2 separate regions of the Canis lupus genome follow, and region 1 is linked to region 2. A link is a contact called in public Hi-C data. All regions are on one chromosome and are shown on one strand. Each heading gives the region's core, a stretch centred on a gene start, on an enhancer-like site or on the middle of the called end of the contact. The rest is flanking DNA. Distances are from core to core; before and after follow the strand shown.

What was found. A called contact is a pair of places that touch in the nucleus more often than the background predicts.
Region 1: a Hi-C map of blood shows a contact between it and region 2, with 3 times the contacts expected there. The contact joins the promoter of RPL13A here to the promoter of PRMT1 in region 2. A contact is called at or near these places in 2 of 9 Hi-C or Micro-C datasets (both in blood).

Annotation. Positions count from the first base shown.
Region 1 is chr1:107,689,169-107,693,980 of UU_Cfam_GSD_1.0, forward strand. It overlaps RPL13A (ribosomal protein L13a), which reads right to left and starts at 1,383. Exons shown (of 8, transcript NM_001313766.1): 1 at 1,271-1,383. The coding sequence starts at 1,285. It overlaps FLT3LG (fms related receptor tyrosine kinase 3 ligand), which reads right to left. Exons shown (of 7, transcript NM_001003350.1): 7 at 2,338-2,573. The coding sequence ends at 2,355.
Region 2 is chr1:107,533,947-107,538,859 of UU_Cfam_GSD_1.0, forward strand. It overlaps PRMT1 (protein arginine N-methyltransferase 1), which reads right to left and starts at 2,332. Exons shown (of 10, transcript XM_038528209.1): 1 at 2,182-2,332. The coding sequence starts at 2,217.

The DNA of each region.
Region 1 (4,812 bases), core at 133-2,632, 150 kb after region 2:
CCAAAGGTTGACACGATTTCCGTGAACAGAATTAAAACAAAGGCCTTTCCTCACATCTCAGCTGCCTAAAGGGCAGGAAGTCTTAAGCCCCAATTACATTCAAGGGTGAGAGGATGAGCTGGGATTTGAACAAAGGCTGGCAACAGTCTGTCCATTGATCCAGTCAGTGGGAGAGGCTCTGCAGAGTAGTCAGGAGCTGGTGCCAGATCTTATGTCGAATTTAGCTCAGCATCCCTGGGCGAACTTCTCAAAGTCAAATCCTTAGCTTCTTCACCACGAGTCAAGTCCCCACTCTTACCCAGTGCTTGTTATATACTTGTGATTGTTGGAAGGCAGAAGGATACAGAATCTAAAGCCAGACTTCCTGACAATGTGACTTTGGCTAAAAATCTCCAGCTTCCTCACCTGGAAGATGGGGATAACAATATCTGCCTCAGGAACATTATGGTATGTTAACCGTATTACACTAAATATAAACCCAATGGTGCCAGGCACAGTTGACTGCGCGAACACGTGTTCAGAGAACCTTACCACCTCTCCGGACTCCACAAACGTGCCTTTTCCTCCCCTTACCGCTCAGACTCATTACATAAATTCACATGGACACCCTTTCCGGAACCATCCTCGCTTTCATATTTAAAAAAATCAAGACAAGGAGTCCGCCGCTTCTGCGGTGTCCCTCAGGTGGCCATGGGCAGCGGAGCCTTTCATCAGTTCTCTGCTCCAGGAGCAACGAAAAGAGCAATTCGTTCCTGGACGTCCAGTAGGCAGGAACGCTCTGGACCCACCGCCTAAGACCTCCTACGAAAGCGTCCAGAGCTGCAGGCGGCGGGTGAGAACTCCCACGAGGGTGAGGGGACGCGCGCCTCGAGCAGGCTGGTAGCGCCCTCCATTTTGGCCAATCCTTGGCTTCTCACAGCCCAGGCGCTTTCCGTCGCTAAGGACACACGGGCCCAACTCGGCCAAGGCTTGGCCGAGAGGAAGACAAACGAGCCCTACTTTTAAAGTAGCTTTCTATTTTGGGAGCCCCCATTATGCCCCTAAGAGAAAAGGGGTAATGCCGCATTTTAGCCATTCCCGAACAAAAAGAAGCCATCCTAGTTATCTCCTGTTTCCCCGTTGCAGATTCCTTAGGCCGAAAGCTTCTCCTTTCGTTCAATTATCGAGTTTAGGTTTCACAACACACTTATGAGGGCAAAGAGGGCCCTACCCCATTCCGGCCTGGAACCCACCCGGCCCCACGCCTCCCCGGCCCGCGAAGAGCCCGCACCTGCCCCTCCGCCATCTTCGGCAGCCGCCTGGGAAAGGAGGAAGCCTCGGCGCAGGGTTTCTTATCCCTTGAAACAGGGGCGGAGGAAGTGACGCCGCATGGGCTGTACGGGCAGCTTTCCGTCTTTTCATTGGCTAGAGTGTTTTGCGCGTGCGCAAAGGGAGCCGCTAGAAGGCGGGTCGTCTTCTAACTGTCCAATCCGCGTCCAGTCCTTCTCGTCGGCTCTTAAGCAGCCATTGCTGTGCTGGGCGAGAGATCACGTGGGGTATGATGCGGCTCCGCTGGGACGGGACTGTCCAGCCTCGGCAGCCATATTTTTGAGGGGCTGCGAATTTCCGCGTTGGGGGCTTGGTCGGGTGTCTGCGGGGAGCGGAGGGAAGCGCCGTCACTCGCTGAAGCGACAGCAGGTTGCAGGGCACGCGGTGGCCCGCAGGGGGCCAGTGGGCTCTCTCTTCATCGCGCAGTCTAGGCTTAAAGGTCTGGATTCCAGTGGCTGTTCCGCCTCCCAGTGACTTGGCCGAACCCCACCCCCCCACCCCCCGGCCCCCGCCTGACCCTGTCTGGGCCTCAGTGTCCCCGTCTGTAAAACAGATGGAAATAGTTTGCCCTCTGAGCTCTAAGAGCGTACGAGGGAATGACTACCAGGCGGCTTCGAGGTTTTCGCTTCGGCTGCGTCCCTGGCCTCGGATGTCCTCCCCTCCAGCCCCACCTTCTGAAGCCTCAGACTGTCACAGTCCCAGTGCTTTCCTGCGGAGGAGTCCTCTCCTCCAGGGCGCCCCCCGGGATCTCAGGCTGCCGGGACGCGTACTCGCCGCGGGCTCCGAGGGCCTGTACTGCAGCCGCTGCACCGAGGCGCCCAGGGTCTTGTTCCCCTCAGATCCGGAGCCCCGGGCCGGCGGGTCCTGACTCCCCCCGACTGGGTCTCGGCGCTGCCGCGCACTGGTTCTGCACCCCAGGCGGCCTCAGAGAGCAGGGACTGAATGAAGCATTGCATTAACCGAAAAACCAGGATCCGCACCCAAACTGCCCCGTCCACATCCTGTCCCATCTACAGGCCTGGCGACAGCTGGTAGAAAAGGATGATTTATATACAATTTCTTGGGGGCAAGGACTTTGTACAGAGGGGGAGAGGTGGGGCTGGGGCTGGCTTTGGGGGCGTTGGGGGCGGGCGTTGCCTTGATCCTGGGGAGGGAGCGAGCGGGGCTGCGTGGTCGAGGAAGGGACCAGTCTCTAGCTGACTCCCTCCAGGTCCCAGCTCTGTGTCCTCGGGCAGATGGCTCCGCTCGCTGGGCCTCAGTGTCCTCTGTAAAACGGGATGAGAGATGTGTCTGTCTCAGTGGACTGTCTGGGGATCCGTGGACAGAAGAGAGGAAGGAGAGCACCAAGCTCAGTGCTCGGCACAGACTCAGTATTGAGAACAATTCCCTTTCCAGTGAGTGCCCACTGTGTGTTAGGGCATCACTGTCCAAGAGAACTAACTCTGCAAAGATGGAGACCGTGAGATCCCTGCGCTCCCACACAGCCGCAGAGCAGCCACGGTGAATGCCGAGTACTCCAAATGTGCCCAGTGCAACTGAGGAGCTGAGTTTTACATCTTACCTACTTTAAACTTAACTGGTAGTGTGTTTATTAGGAGAGCAGGAAAACCGAGTGGACAGAAGCAAGAACAGGACGAAAACTTCTCAGTGGATTACCTTTTCAAAAAAAATTGTAACAAAAATTATTGTACAAGGGAAGCCTGGGTGGCTCAGCAGTTGAGGGTCTGCCTTCAGCTCAGGGTGTGATCCTGGGGTCCTGTAGGGAGCCTGCTTCTCCCTTTGCCTGCATCTCTGCCTCTCTCTTGTGTGTCTCTCATGAATAAATAAATAAAATCTTTAAAAATTGTTTTGAAAAATTATTGTACAAAAACAAGTGCTAAAGTGAAAAATTATTTAAACTTAGAAACTGGGATCCCGGGCAGCCCCGGTGGCACAGTGGTTTAGTGCTGCCTGCAGCCTGGGATGTGATCCTGGAGACCCGGGATCGAGTCCCGCATCGGGCTCTCTGAATGAATAAATAAATAAATCTTAAAAAAAAAAAAAAAGTCTCTGTGTGACTATCATGAATAAATAAATAAAATCTTTAAAAATAAAGTAAACTTAGAAACTGATCCTGGGGCTGGGGGGGGGGGGGCGCTGTCAGTTACCCCATCTGACTCTTAATTTTGGCTCAGGTCCTGATCTCAGGGTGAGGGAATCAAGTCCCCAGTCAATTTGATGGTAGAAGTGGAGACTGGTTAAGATTCTCTCTCACCATCTCCCTCTGTTCCCCCCTCCCTGCTCTTTATCAAAAAGAAAAGAGAAAAAAAGGAGAGGTGCATGGGTGGTTCAGTTGGTTAAGTGTCTGCCTTCAGGTCAGGTCATGATCCCATGGGCTCCCTGCTCAGTGGGGAGTCTGCTTCTCCCCTTCCCTCTGCTCCTCCCCCCATTTGAGGGTGCTCTGTCTTCTCTCAAATAATAAAATCTTTTTTTTTTATTTTTATTTATTTATGATAGTCACAGGGAGAGAGAGAGAGAGGCAGAGACGCAGGCAGAGGGAGAAGCAGGCTCCATGCACCGGGAGCCCGATATGGGATTCGATCCCGGGTCTCCAGGATCGAGCCCTGGGCCAAAGGCAGACACCAAACCGCTGTGCCACCCAGGGATCCCTCAAATAATAAAATCTTTAAAAAAATAGCAAAAACAACTTGTTTCTTTTTGGAAACTTGTTTTTTTTTAAGATTTTTATTTTATTTACTCATGAGAGATACAGGCAGAGGGAGAAGCAGGCTCCATGTAGGGAGCCTGATGCGGGACTTGATCCCGGGACCCCAGGATCACGCCCTGGGCTGCAGGTGGCGCTAAACCGCTATGCCATCCGGGCTGCCCCTTTTTGGAAACTTGTTTGGAACAATTTGAGCAGGTGAATCTACTTTTTTGCAAATGTAAATTTCAAGAACTTTAAATATGTGGAGAAATTTTTTGTTTGTTTAAGTAGGCTTCACATCCACTGTAGAGCCCAGCGCAGATCAAACCCATGACCCTGAGATCAAGACCCGAGCTGAGAGCAAGAGTTGGACGCTCACCCAACTGAGCTATCTGGGTGCCCCTAGAAAGTTTTTTATTTTTTTAAGTAATCTCTGTGCCCAATGTGGGGCGTGAACTCACAGCCCTGAGATCAAGAGTCGCATGCTTTACTAACTGAGAGAACCAGGTGCCCCAATATTAGAAAGTTTTAAATGACGTGTGTGGCTTGTGTTCTATTTCTGTTGGACAGCCTCACTTTAAGGCCTTTGCCTGCATCACTTAACCTCCAGACAACTCTATGGTAGGAAGACTATTATTAGAGTCTTTTATAAAGATAAGGAAACTGAGGCAGAAGAATGAAAAGCTTGGATGTCCCGAAGGCCCAGAATCAAATCTTGGTTCTGTCACTCATGTGCTGTATGACTTTTGGCAAATTATTTACCTCTTTGTGCTTTGGTTTCAGCCTCTATGAAATTTGATAATAATGGTACCAGCTTC
Region 2 (4,913 bases), core at 1,082-3,581:
AATTCTAGGAGAGAGTAACAGGGAGAAAGGATTAGCTACTGGGAGTGGCTAGGGGAGGGCCAGGCCAGGGGACCCCAGCTCACAGGGGAGGGGGTGTTTCCTGCAATTTTCTTTTTCCTTGGTGGGGAGTGGTGGCAGAGGGAGTAAAGAGGCAGGGCTGTTTTCAAAAGGGGGTGGGAAAAGTGGGGGGAGAAGAGATGGGGTTCTGTCCCAGCTACGGCTGGAGAGATGGTGGCCCGCCCCCACGTTGCCCTCTCTGGCCAGGCACCTGACCATACACACCTCCCCCATCCAGGCCAGAGGAGCTGGCACCCGCCAGGCACACAGGCACTGCCAGCTGTCACTCCCCCTCATCATCTAATCCCCCCCAGATTAGGTGACACTTCCTGACACACACACACACACCCCCATCCCAGGGTGCCAAGAGTAGCTGGGGGGGGGGGGGCGCTGGCAGTGTGTACCCACTGGGCATCTACCACCTTTGCAAACAAGCCTCTTGTCTAAGAGGATTCCAGAAAGGAGGTGTGGCACACAGGCACCCCTACCAGAGTTGGCACCCTGACCCCTAGCTCCTGCCTTGGGCTCAGGAAGCCCCAAACAAAACCACCAGCTGGAGCCAATCTCCAAGCTTCGTTCCCTCTTCCCAGGAAGGTAGAGTCCCAGGGAGGAGGCCAAACTCTGGCCCCTCAAACCCATTGACACCCATCCCAGGGCCCAAAGCCCCTGGGGTGTGGGGCCAAATCCTGAGGCAACCTCTAAAAGAGATATTTCCTCCACCCATACAGACTCTGGTCCAGGAGAGAGCCAAGGGGGATGGAAGTCATTGGAGTGACCCCTGGGGGCCGCTGGCCCCCAATGCTACAAGGTAAGAGGAGGGATCATGCAGGCCCCATCAGATGACATCTCTTCCGGATATGACCACTCTCCAGGCCCCTCAGAAGCACGAAGTCACACACAAGACCCACTCAGCTCCAAGCCCCGCCCCCATTCTCCCAAGCCAGTGAGGACACCTACAAAGAAGGGTGACGGGTAAGGGGATTTCCCACTGGGACCCATTTCTCAATACCACTAACACCACAGCCGAGCAAGTCCCAAGGGAGCTTGAAACAGCACCGGAACCAAGCCCACATGGCTGCACAAGAATCAAACTTCTCAGGACACCATCTCAAGCCTCCAGGCTCAGGACCCTCAAACAGGGCTTCAGAAAGGGGGAGGTCATCTCCCACCTTCGCGTATCTAGGCGCCGAGGAGAGAAAAGTCTCCAGTAGGAGGTAGCTTATATTCCCCCACAAGCTCTTCCCAGCAGAGACTCTCCCTCCCCTAGCCCGGGAGGGCTCCAAAGGGGAGGTGGGCTTTGGGACACGCCCCATGAAAAAGATGTCCCTCCCACACACCCAGAAATGGCCACAAGGGGGTGCACGACGCCTTATCGGGAAGAATCTCCTTCAACCAGAGGCCCCCCCACCACCCGGAGGGAGGTCACAGGGGCATGCCCCATCCCCCCAGCTCCCAGAGCCCCGGGAAGGGGGGAATCCAGGGACAGGAAACCGGGGGCCCGGAGGGAACCAATCCTTCCTCTTCCTCCAATCCCAACCCCTGAGTCCACGAAACCTGGACCGAAGCCTAAGGAGATGCCGCGGTATCGGGAACGGGGTTGTGGAGGGCCGAGCTACACTGCCCCTCCCGAGAGACTCTACTTCTCGGAGGGACAGAAGTGAGCCCACGCCGAGGGGTACGTCGCGATCCCGGGGGAAAGGGCAGGGGGCCTCCGAGGGAGGGTCGGAGCCTCCTCTCCGCCCCCCCCCCGGGGCGCCCCTCCCCCGGCCGGGGGCGGGGCCTTTGTCCCGCACGTGGAGCCCGTCGGGCCACCGGGCACGGCACACCCCCTCCCCACCCACCGTGCCGCGGCCACGTGGGGGCCAGGCCGGAAGCGCCCCCAGCCCTCCTCCACGTGGGAGGGGGCACGACACCCTCGGCTCGACAGAGTGCCGCAGACCCCCGAAAGCTAGGAAACCCGAACCTCTGACTGTATCCCGCGATCCGCAGCATGCGGCGTCCCCACCGTACGGCTGAGAACCTTCAGCCCCAATCCGCCCATTCGGGGCCCCTTCCCCACGACGGAGGCACAAAACATCGACCCCCAAACCGCCCCCCACCCCCGGCAGCGCTCCAGGCGCTCACCTCCATGATGCAGTTCGCGGCCTCGGCTGCCGCCATCTTCACCCGCACCTACTCCTCCTCCTGCCGCCGAGACCCCCCCCTTTCTCCGCACTCCCCCGGGACCGCCTTATACCGGAGGGTCCACGACCCGCCCACCACGACCCCGCCAGGAGATTTCATTGGCAACGGAGGCGGCCCGTCTGAGGATGTCGCTTGCTAATTGGGCAAAGAGAGACGCCCATCAAAGCTGAGGGGCCCGCCCAGTCTGGTGTGCGGAGCCCCGCCCCCTTAAGTCGACGGGGATGGGAAAGACTGCCCGTCTATCGCAAGAACCGTGACTGCTGATTGGGCAAAGTCTACCAGAAGTTCCCGCCCCTGTCCCCCCAGCACCGCCTCAAAGCTTCCCGGCGGGCCCCGCGTTAAGCGGACATCTTGAAAGGGAGCTGTCCATCATCAAAACAACCCGCCTCTTAATAGATGCTATTGGTTTATCCTGAGCGTGACGTCATGAAGCCTTTGCACCGCCCCCGTCAAGCTGCTGGTCTCAAGGAGAACGCGGCGATTGGCCCATGAGAAGGGGAGGAGAGACGGGCCTTTAGGCTCCAGCGATTGGCTCAATGAACAGTCACTCCTCAGCCACTCGGTGGATTCTCCCAGTCGCAGGGGAGGGGGGGGAAGTTCAGGAGGAAGGAGGGAGCTTGTGGTCATTTACCTGAGGGACAGACTGGAGACCTGAGAGGTCCAGAGAAAAGGAGGGCTTGTCTGGTGTGCGGTGCAAGTCAGCAAGAGGACTCAGGCCTCGAGACATATAAGCACCTAGCCCTCTACCTAACTTCCGAGTTTTTTAAATCCAACAACCCCACTCAAGCCACTTGGCCTTTGCCGAGTCCCTCCCCCTGCTAAAAACCCGCACCTCCCTTTGTCTGCCGACTCCTATATATCAGCCGGGGCACACCTTCGATGCCACCTCCTCCAGGAAGCGTTCCTCCTCTTACAGGGACCCATGATAAATTGAAAACATCATAAACTGAAAATGCATTCAAATTTAATCCACCTAGGGCGCCTGGGTGGCTCAGTGGTTGATCGGCTGCCTTTGGCTCAGCCATACCGGGTACCTGGGATCAAGTCCTACATGGGCGGGGCTCCCGGGGGGCTCCTCGCAGGGAGCTGCTTCTCCCTCTGCCTATGTCTCTGCCTCTCTCTCTGTGTCTCTCATGAATAAATAAATAAAATCTTTTAAAAAAAATCAGTGAAAGAATGCACAAAAGAGAACGTACTGTATAATTGTATTCATATAAAGTTTTCTTTGTTTATTTGGGGGGGGAACAGAATCTTAACCAGGTTCCACGCCCAAAGTGGAGCACAACATGGGGCTCAATTCCACGACCCCAGAGATCATGACCTGAGTGGAAGTCAAGTTTAGATGCTTAACTGGCTGAGCCTACCCAGGTGCCCCCATATGACTTTACAGGACTATGATGAATAAAGTGGCTATCCCATGTACAAGTCTTTCTGTGGATGTATATTTTTGTCGTGGGTAAATCTAGAAGCAGATAACTGGGTTGTATGCTAGGCATACCTTTAACTTTATAAGAAACTGCCAAAAAGTTTTCCAATGTGTTCTACCATTTTGCATCCCCATCAGCAATGCATGAAGAGCCTCATGCTCCACATCCTCACCAGCACTTGTTACAAGGAATCTTTAATTTTAACCATCCTGGTGGGTATGAAGAAGTTTCTCCTTGTGGCTGTTGTTTGCATCATCCTGACCACTAATGTTGAGCACTTTTGCCTAGTTTTACAATAGGTATTCTTTTTGTATTCATGATTGTAAACTTTTTTTTTTTAAAGATTTTATTTATTTATTCATGAGAGACACAGAGAGAGAGAGAAAGGGGCAAAGACCTGTGTCTTTGCAGAGGGAGAAGCAGGCTCCACCCAGGGATCCCAACTAGGGACTCGATCCCTTGTCTCCAGGAGTCACGCCCTGGGCTGAAGGCGGCGCTAAACCTCTGAGCCACCGGGCTGACCGGATTTTATTTATTTATCTGACAGAGACAGCAAGAGAGCACAAGCAGGGGGAGTGGCAGAAGAAGGAGAAGCAGGCTCCCTGCTGAGCCAGGAGTCCATTGCAGGGCTCTGACCTGGGCTGAAGGCAGATGCTTTACTGCCTGAGCCACTCAGGCATCCCAAGTTTTTTTTTTTTAAGTCATCCCTGCACCCAACATGGGGTTCGAACTCACAATACCAAGATCAAGAGTTTCATGTTCTTCCAACTGAGCCAGCTAGATGCCCAGAGATTTTAAGTTTTGATGAAGTCCAACTGATCAAATCAGTGCATGTCTTGACCTCTACATAGAGGCTGTGTGGATCCTACAGCTCCTTTCCAAATGTTTCAGCAAGATTTTTTTTTTTTTTAAAGATTTTACTTACTTATTCATGAGAGACAGAGAGGCAGAGATACAGGCAGAGGGAGAAGCAGGATCCCTGAGGGGTATCCCATTCAAGACTCGATCCCAGGACCCCAGGATCACCATCTGAGCCAAAGGCACATGCTCAACCACTGAGCCACCCAGGTCCTCCCAGCAAGATTTTTTAACCCTTTTCCCCCTCACTTCCACGTATTTGGCCCAATCAATTACTTTTTGCTCTGTGTTGCTACTAGGAACAAAATTGTAACAAACTATAACACTAGGACATAACCTAATGTCATTAAAAAGGAGGTGGCAGGGTGCCTGGGTGGCTCAGTTGGT